Regions from separate parts of the Mus musculus genome. Here region 2 is linked to region 1. Evidence: chromatin contacts called from public HiChIP or PLAC-seq data. All regions are on one chromosome and are shown on one strand. Each heading gives the region's core, a stretch centred on a gene start, on an enhancer-like site or on the middle of the called end of the contact. The rest is flanking DNA. Distances are from core to core; before and after follow the strand shown.

The links. HiChIP or PLAC-seq counts read pairs in DNA pulled down with a chosen protein or histone mark.
Region 2: a contact with region 1 is called in a BATF HiChIP or PLAC-seq map of CD8 T cells, with 10 read pairs. The contact joins two enhancer-like sites. A contact is called at or near these places in 1 of 15 datasets of contacts at CTCF or cohesin (CD8 T cells), 3 of 484 Hi-C or Micro-C datasets (embryonic stem cells and nephron progenitors) and 4 of 115 datasets of contacts at active chromatin or transcription factors (CD8 T cells, embryonic stem cells and memory CD8 T cells).

The regions. Positions count from the first base shown.
Region 1 is chr2:70,776,801-70,781,899 of GRCm38.p6, forward strand. The region is part of intron 2 of Tlk1 (tousled-like kinase 1); the gene reads right to left. Among named protein-coding and RNA genes, the nearest start is that of Tlk1, 46 kb to the right of the region's middle. Within about 2 kb of position 3,026, at least 48 of the 459 cell types and tissues checked have an H3K27ac peak or open chromatin away from gene starts, as enhancers often do. A contact at or near this core is called in CD8 T cells, where this site is marked.
Region 2 is chr2:70,843,755-70,848,529 of GRCm38.p6, forward strand. No RefSeq gene overlaps it. Among named protein-coding and RNA genes, the nearest start is that of Gm39842, 7.2 kb to the left of the region's middle. Within about 2 kb of position 1,482, at least 22 of the 459 cell types and tissues checked have an H3K27ac peak or open chromatin away from gene starts, as enhancers often do. A contact at or near this core is called in CD8 T cells, where this site is marked.

The sequences.
Region 1 (5,099 bases), core at 1,776-4,275:
GTATGACCAAGTGTACCCTCATTTCTCAATTCTTTGTGATTTTTCTTCTGTAACAATCATGAGTATAATCTTTATTCCAATACGAGTGGCTGTGCTGAGTCATGTAACCAAGCAAGCTGTGTAAGCAAACATAATGGGTCATTCTCTATGTACTGGGAGGGCAACTTTTGAGCTCTGCTATTCATTTCAATGGCTCGTCACCACTATATTGACTATAATAGAGAGTTGACCTGCCTATCCTCTCAGGTGCTTGGATTACAGACATAAACCACAGCACCTGGCTTTAGGTATTCCTATTTAAGGTCAATTATTTGAATGTCAAGTCTTAGTACAGATTCCTTGGATAGTAAAACTAGCAATTTCAAAAAAAAAAAAAAGATAAAAAAAAACAGAAACTATCAATGTCTTCACAAATATTCTTAACTTTACCTTCTATGTCAGAATTAATATATATATATTTTTTCCATATGTTAACAGTACCCTGTGCCATGAAATGGTTTACTTAATACTTTTGGTCTTTGGTTTTAAAAATAAGATTGCAGCTAGGTCTTTAAAACATTTTATTAAATAACCATACTGTAACTAAATAGAGGTAATCTATAAGCTCTCTATATACAGAATATTTTGAAATAGTATGATAGTTTAAGTACATTATTGTTCCATAATTGATCTTAATAAAAATACACTTGGGTATATTGTAAAAAAAATTGCTTTTCCTAACCCCAATATAACACCTTTCTATAAGAGGCTTTTTAAAAATTACTTATTGTACTGGCTGATTTTGTGTGTCAACTTGACACAAGCTGGAGTTATCCCAGTGAAAGGAGTTTCAGTTGAGGAAATGCCTCCATGAGATCCAGTTGTAAGGCATTTTCTCAATTAGTGATCACGAGGAAAGGGCCCATTGTGGGTGCTGCCATCCCTGGGCTGGTAGTCTTGGGTTCTATAAGAAAGCAAGCTGAGCAAGCCAAGGGAAGCAAGTCAATAAAGAACATCCCTCCATCTGCATCAGCTCCTGCTTTCTGACCTGGTTGAGTTCCAGTCCTGACTTCCTTTGGTGATGAACAGCAATGTGGAAGTGTAAGGTGAATAAATCCTTTCCTCCCCAACTTGCTTCTTAGTCATGTTTGTGCAGGAATAGAAACCCTGACTAAGACACTTACATATTTTGTTTTTACTTAAAGTAACATATTTATGGGTACAACGCTGTAACTCAATACATGCCAGTTAAATCAGGGTAGTTATCACTTCCAGCTCTGATCACCTGTTCCAGCTCCTTTCTCATAGTTCCATACAAAGCACAGAACAGATGGCTGCAAGTCCTTCCCAGTCCATCCTTTACTCTTCCCTCTCCCCTTACTTTAGTATCTTACCTTGAGATATCTAAGTAGTTCTTTCCACAAAACACAGAGCGTGTAATACTTGTTCTTCTGCACCTGGCTTATTTCACCCAACAGTGTCCTCTAGTTCTGCCAGTTTTGACACAAATGGCAAATGTTTTTATCTTTTAAAATGGCGCCTGCCAGCTTATTGTATGTGCACCAAAATGTTCAGAAGAAAACATCAGTTTCTCTGACACTAGAGTTACAGGCAGCTGTGAGCCACCATTTGGGTACTGGGAATCCAACCCAGGTCCTCTGGAAAAGCAGCTAGTTCTCTTAACCACTGAGCCATCAACAGTCCTCTTTTTTTTTTAAGATTTATTTTCATTTTAAGTGGATGAGTGGTGAGTGCATATCTTTGTTTTGTACCAAGTGTGCAGTCCTCAAGGGAACCAGAAGATGGTGTCAGATCTTCTTGAACTAGAGTTATACAAGATTGTGAACTGCCATGCCCAAGTGCTAGGAACTGAACCTGGGTCCTCTGGTGGAGTAGCTAGGGTTCTTAACCACTGAGCAATCTCTCCAGCCCTGAGATTTCACATTTATCATTGAAAAGTACTTCTTTGTATTTTTTTTTATCTCTGATATACTGACTTCATTTCCCTTGGGTATATTCTAGAAGCAAGACAGCTATTTCATCCTATAGACTTAGTTTTTCTGAAGAATCTCCTCTGATTTACATAATGGCCACCCTAATTTGCATTCCCACAGGCAGTGACTAAGACTTTCTTTTTGTTCCCATCATGGCCTGCATGTTATTTCTGCTATTTTGGAATAGCCATTCTGATGAGGGTAAGATAATATCCCATCACAGTTCTGATTTGCATTTCCATGACAGCTACTGATGTGTAATTCTGTAAAGCTTTCACTGATAATCTCTGAGGAATCATAACTAGCAGGTACAATTTTTTAAGCCGAAACTACTAAAACTAAATTTTAAGAATTTGCTTCTTCATTTAAATGCCTCCACATTTTATGTCTTCTTGGATAGAAAGAGAGATCAAGGGGCTGGAGAGATGGCTCAGCGGTTAAGAGCACTGACTGCTCTTCTGAAGGTCCTGAGTTCAATTCCCAGCAACCACATGGTGGCTCACAACCATCCGTAGCAAGATCTGGCACCCTCTTCTGGAGTGTCTGAAGGCAGCTACAGTGTACTTACATATAATAAATAAATAAATAAATAAATGAATAAATAAATAAGAAAGAGAGATCAACTCCCAAAGTTATCCTCTGGCTTTCCCACAGGCATGCCACATAGCACAAGTATGCACACACTCACACTTAAGATTAAACAAATAGAAAATTACTTGTTAGGAGTCCTTATGTAGCTAATAAGCATAAATCAGACCATAAAATATTAAAGGCCATTCTATCCCATAAAATCCTATTGGGAATATCTGCAGGAGACAAGGGAACATCAAACTCTAACCCATCACCTATTTTAACAAAGTTTCGCTGGAATGTAACCAACTACACACTGAATGACAGTTGGTCTATGGCTATTTGAGTGCCATGTCAGAATGAAGTAAAGCACTGTGGCAGAATTCATATGACATTAACTACTTGGCCCTGTAAGAAGTTCTCCAAATGCAGCTACACAGACCCTATGAAAACTCAGGGGCAGAGGTGAAGAACTGAATGCAGTACTGTACTTCACCAATAGATGCCCCCATCTAACCATGCTAATCTAATATAAATTGACTCCCTAAAAAGCACTGTCTCAAATTTTTAATTCAAAACTTAAGTCTTATGATATCAAACACAATTAACCCTTCCTATCTTAGGTACTCAACCTCCACTGGGACTTTGAGTAGGCAAGCATCAGGTTATTTGTTTTGTGCTGCCTTACATTTTTGGTGTACTACAGACACTGTAAAGAGCCTTCTCATACACACTCCTGACCCATGCCTATAGCTAAAAACACAAGAGAAAACACAACCAAAAGCAATCAGCAACGAAGCCAATCAGCTCTTTCCCTAGAAACAGTCAGCCTCAACCTTTCCTAATGCTCAGACCCTTTACCACTGCTCCTCATGCTGTGGTCACCCCCAATCATAACATTATTTTCATGATTCCATAACTGTAATCTTGCTACTGTTATGGATCATAATGTGTGTGGGGTGGTGGGCTGTGCACAGACAACCTGGTCCCCAGTCTAGCAAAAGTCTGGAACCCCAGTGACCCAGTGGGGGGTGATTTCCACCTGCATGGGACAGCAGGTGTTCTGCCATGCCTCCTGGGTCCCTGGCTCCTATCAGTAGGTAGCTACAGCCTCCCCAGCCCCCCACAGAGAGGTATGTGGCCATCAGTCATGTAGGAGCCGCACCGAGCCCTCCCACATGCAAATAAGGTTTCCCCAAAGCTCTCAGACAAAACCAATGAGAAGTACCTGCTGCCAGACAGACCCTTACCCACCCCAAAACTGTATATAAGAATCCTATCCGGAAGGATTAAAGGCATGAGAGAACTACTTGGTCATCCAAGCCTTCTGTCCTAAGAGCTGTAACACTTAGGAAGAGGTCTGCTCTCCCGAAGCTCTGCCTGAAGCTCCGCCACACTCCTCACTGGCTAGTCAGCCTCTTGTCAGCCCAACCCAAACCGACTCAGTGCAGGGCTGCTCTGGCCGGGCCAGAGATCTCCTTGGAAAGCCTTTGGTACACAGGCCCACAAATGTGAATATTTTTGGAGACAGAGGTTTACCATGGGGTGATCCACAGATGGAGAGCTTAGGCTCTCAGAGAGACATAAGCATGGGGTGGAGGAGAAAGGTGTTGCTTCATGGGCTGGCTTCCCTTAAGACCACCACAATCAGAAGGGAAACAGTTCTGTTGGCCAAAGTTGCCCTGCCTTGTCCAAGTCTCATTTTCTCAGCCTCAGAACCATTCAGTGAATTGTCCCACGAGCTACAAAATCTTTTCCCTTCCATAAACAGCAAACTCGCCTCTTTTTTTTTCAAATAAAGTCCAGTAACTAGTATAAAATGTAAATCACTTCAAAATGGTTTGGCAAAAAATCTGGAGTGGACAAAAGATAACGAAATCATGAATTTAGACAAGTTGACTTGTTCATCTTAGCATCTAACAGGTAGTTCGACTAATACTAGTTCTAGACAAAATTGTAAAATGGACTGGGCTTTGGTTCCCATCCTCAATTTCAATAGGCATTGATATTCTGTTCTTAGCTCTGCTAGCTGCAAATTACTCATCTATTATTGTATTCTTAGTTTTCAATTAATTCCAAACAGTAAATTCAGCAGCTTAGGTTTCAGTCAGCACCTATAAAAACAAGAGCCCGCTGCCATATGCTCCCATTCCCTTAGACGTCTTTAGTTCACTGCTGGCCATAGAGGTGCAGCCCTTTAATCCCAGCACTCAGGAGGCAGAGGCAGGTGCTGGGTTCAAGGTCAGCCTGATCTATAGAGCTAGTTCCAGGAAAACCAAGGCTACACAGAGAAATCCTATCTCAGAAAAACAACAAAAGGAAAGGAAAGGAAAGGAAAGGAAAGGAAAGGAAAGGAAAGGAAAGGAAAGGAATCCATCACGTTTATATTTTAACAGAATTTTTTGAAATGAAGGTTTAATTTACAAAATATTCTGGGGGCTGGTGAGATGGCTCAGTGGGTAAGAGCACCCGACTGCTCTTCCGAAGGTCCAAAGTTCAAATCCCAGCAACCACATGGTGGCTCACAACCACCCGTAATGAGATCTGATGCCCTCT
Region 2 (4,775 bases), core at 232-2,731, 65 kb after region 1:
TCTCCTGACAATGAAGAATGGGAGTCACACACACACACACACACACACACACACCCAAACACACACACACACACACACACACACACACACACACAGGCGCGCGCGCGCCACCAAAAACAAAACAAAAAAACTACTTCTAAACAAGTCCACAAACTCACCTTTTTCTATAAACCTTTTCCTCTACCTCTGATTGGTGGGCTAAAAGGGAGGTTGAAGCATTCAAGAACCCTAAATATAGTAGGTTTAGAGAAAAATCTAATCCTACACTGTGTTGTGGCTCCTTTAGGGTTACATATCAGCTCTTTACATTACATCTCATTATAGTAGCAAAACTACAGTTACAAAGTAGCAACAAAATCATTTTATGATTGGGGTTCTCCACAGCATGAGGAAATGTGTTAAAGGGTTGCAGCATTAGGAAGGTTGAGAACCAAGCATATAACATTTTTATTTGATTTGATAAAGAAAGGAGGGAGAGAAAGAGAATTAGACAAACAAGCTGACACAAATTTCTCTATAAGCTAATTTCATTATCCACAGGCAATGAATACTTAGAGGAGCTACTACCCAGGAAGAGAACATGTCTGCCTTCTGGATGGCAGTGTCAGAGGTAGCTCTTGCCATAGAAACTCAGATGCTGAGATGATGGGACCCTTCCCAGTGTTGTTTGGTCCATGCAATACTTCTCCTTGGATATGAGGCCTCATGTGAAAAATCATGTGATGAATTTTAACCCAGGGAGGGCTGACAGGTAGATCCTGAGGTGTGGGCACTGTCTGTGACTAGCAAGCCTTGCTGGGAGAGCTTGGCCAGTGAAATACCTTGTCTCAGAAACAAAACCAACCAACCAAACAAAACACTAGGTGATTCCTGAGGAATGACACCTGAGGTTGTCCTCTGTCTTCTACATAGCTGTGCACACATGTACACACACACACACACACACAGAGGAACCTACAGACACAGACATAGAAAAAGAAAGAAAGAAAAAAAAAAAGAACAGACCACTATTTGGACAAAGATTTGAAAGTAAATTTTTAGTAATGTAAATTCTACAAATGAGTCACTTGTCATGTTAGAGGGGGTGTGTGGGTGTGGAAACATGGGTAGGAGGAAGCAATTTTGTCTTTAACATGAAGTTCAAAGCTAGAGAAGACAAATTCACGAGATACAACCCTGGAAGCCTAATGAAAATGTCTGCAAGTTCAGAGCTCAGGCCTTGCAAACATGACTAGCTCTGATCATGAAGAGCGAGGACTTGAAGGGAGGGTGAATTCAGTGTGTGCAAAACCATAGGCATAAGGACCTCTCTGTGTGGACTAGAACTGAAACAAGAAAGGCTTGCTGCTGGTTCTGTTGTTTTCGCAGAAACTGGGAGGATTAATGTCTGCAGTAAAATTTGCTGCTGCTTTCATGATCTTGAAACAAGACTTCAAAGTCTGTGATGTAAAAACCTAGCCACTGAGATCCCGAAATGATCAGAATCGAAAGGGCAGGTAGCGCTGATCTGTGTGTGGTGACTTTGATTGGTGTGAATCCCCCTCGAGCACGGAATTAAGCGATGTGGTGAAAATGTTAAGTCCCTGTGCATTTGGTGGCATCTGTGAAACTAAAATGAAGAAAACTGAACCAGGCCTTGAACCCTATCCTAGTGAGATGATGTCCCTGATCCTGGAGTATGGTGGGATCATCCTGATCTGGGATCTCTAGTTCCTGCATGCCCATCAGCTGGCTTTCCTCCTTATACATATTGATTCACAATCCCTCCCTCCCCCTCTTGTCAAACCAGTTCATCTCCTTACAGCTTTGAAAGCTCACTCTCTGGCCAATGAGACTAGCTCCTGGCTCCTCACAGAAGCTGAGTGCCTAGAGAAAACTCCCTTTAGTCTTAACAAACTCAAAGCTAGTACTTGAAAGTAAAGGGGGCTAGAAAAATATAACACCGTAGGTACAACACATGAACCAACAATAGATCCTCCCCAAAATAATATTATTAAATTATTAAATCTCTAAACCAAAGGTATATGGGATTTCTTCTTATCCTTCTGCGATTTTTCTGTTTGCTTAAATTACTTCTATTGAGTACTTTCAAAATAAGTTTAACAACCTGCTTTCCTATTCAGAAACATCAAACTGAAAATACACAAAGAAAAACAAATGAAACATTCATATTGTCTTAGTTCCTTTTCCTGTGACTGTGATAAAATCCACTGACTAAAGCAAGTTAAGGGAGAAAGCAACAGTTCAATATAGGAGGTCAAGATGGTAGCAAGTTCTAATAGGCTCAGTGTCTATCAGATCTTGGTGGAGAAGGCATAGGGGCGGGGCCTTCTAGCACAGAGAACAATGAGTTCATTCAGGCTTGCTAAAGATGACTTTACTTTTTCCCTTGCTATACGGTCCAGGATCCCCTGCCCACAGAATTGTGTTGCCCACAGTGGACTTCCCATCACAATTAATACAGGATAAGCCATCACACACAAATATGCCTACAGTCCAACCTGACCTAGACATCTCTCCCTGAGACCTTCTTTCCAGGTGATTGTAGAGTATATCAAGTTGACAAAGTAACCACATCATATGTGTACTGGCTAGTTTTGTGTCAACTTGACACAGCTGGAGTTATCACAGAAAAAGGAGCTTCATTTGAGGAAATGCCTCCATGAGATCCAACTGTAAGGCATTTTCTCAATTAGTGATCAAGGGGGAAAGGCCCCTTGTGGGTAGGACTATCTCTGGGCTGGTAACCTTGGTTCTATAAGAGAGCAGGCTGAGCAAGCCAGTAAAGAACATCCATCCATGGCCTCTGCATCAGCTCCTGCTTTCTGACCTGCTTGAGTTCCAGTCCTGACTTCCTTGGTGATGAACAGCAGTGTGGAAGTGTAAGCCGAATAAACCCTTTCCTCCCAAACTTGCTTCTTGGTCATGATGTTTGTGCAGGAATAGAAACCCTGACTAAGACAATATGTTAATGCCATTTAAGATTAAATTGGCATCTCCAAGTTTACCACTCCACAAGAAACAAAGATATCTATCAATAATATTAACGTTTTCAATTAAAGTTTCTCTCTACCTCATCTCTAAGGAAACTATTATCCTGGGTATATTTCATGAGCTTCTTGTTTTTATTTAAAGATCTACTGTATCTGTATGAATTCTTAATTTTACTCCATGGTAGCTGAAATTTAATTTCCCCCTCTGTTTATTGGTTACCTTTATTTCTTCTCTAAATCATCTGTTTTATCTTTTGCCCATTTTTCTAACTAGGTTTTTATTTTGTCTTATTGATTTATAGATGCTTTTTATATCTAAGGATATTTGGGTATTATCACTGCCTGTTATAGAAAACATTTTTCAGTATTTTTTTTCTTACCCTGGTAGTTTTGATAGTGTCTATGTAAAGAAACTTCATTCATTATCAATTTATTCATTATAATGTGAGAAAGGACTCTAAGCGGATTTGTTTGTTTGTTTGCTTGCTTTAATCTATTTGTGGGCAAATTAACAGTTCTACTAAGATAGCAATGCCTCCAACCCCAGACGGATGGATTTGTACCTTACTTGACATACGGGATTTTCCAGATGAGGTTAAAATTACAGAATTTGGGACGAGGGGATTGTTCAGAATCACCTGGGGAGGGGCAATCTAACTACAACTCCAAAGAAGCAGAGCTCCTTTACTGGGTCTGGTCACAGAAATGTGGCAACAGAAGAATGGTGGGCACAATGCTGTCAGCACTGGGATTGGAAGAAGAGCCAAGACCCAAGGGATGACGGAAGCTTTCAGAAACTAGAGAAGGAAATGGATGCTCACCTGGAGGATCCAATAAGGAATGAGCTGCTAACTACTTGAATAGATTCTCAGGTCATTTTCTGACCTATAGAACTATAACTACACTTAAATAGCTCAAAGTACAAGGTTGTTAGCATTGTTAGTTAGAAAACAAACATACACTTCCAAATGGCGCCTCTTGTCGACCATTCCACACATTGTCTACTAGATTACAATCTGACCTTACAACATGTAAAAATTGTGAGCTCGTGCTGGGTTTTCAAGTGCTCTGTGCTGATCCTGGGGAGAATGGATTGGTTCTCCTGATTCATAACTGTGCTTTAATTGTTACGATGTGTTAAAACCTTCAGTGCTCCATGTAATCTCCACTCCTGCCTCTCAGAACCTCACCATTTTCTTCATCTCTCCTGGCTTCTTAACTGCAGGTCACTTTGCAGTCTGTTTCCAGAATTATTTCAAATGCAGGTATCATTTCTACTCTTTAAATTCATCGTAGCCGCCCTCATCCTTCATCTCCAAATTCCTTGATAAGCCGTAAGAAAGTGCTGTGACAAATGACCTGTTTGCTTCCCCTAACAGATACTATATGTTCCAGACATCAAACAACCTAAAACTCATGACGTATATCATGCTTACAATCCTTTCAGTCTCTGGGTATGTCTCCGCTTCTGCCTAGACTATCATCCATTCCTTCCAAAGTCAATTAAAACTGTACATTCAAGGCTTAGACTAATATATCAAATTCCATCAGGGAGCTGCCTATCCACCCTGTTAGTCTGGGCTGGTGTCCTTCCTCATGTACCTACAACGGAACAGTATTATTCTTTTGCTTGTACTTAAATGTCTTTGTTACAATTTGTAACAATTTGTCTCCTTGTCTGGCTCCCTCACCAGATAATAGACTCGTTAAAGCTAGGAACTGTAATTTATTTCTGTATCCACAGTGCCTCACAAAACACTAACAACTTGGTGATACTGAAAA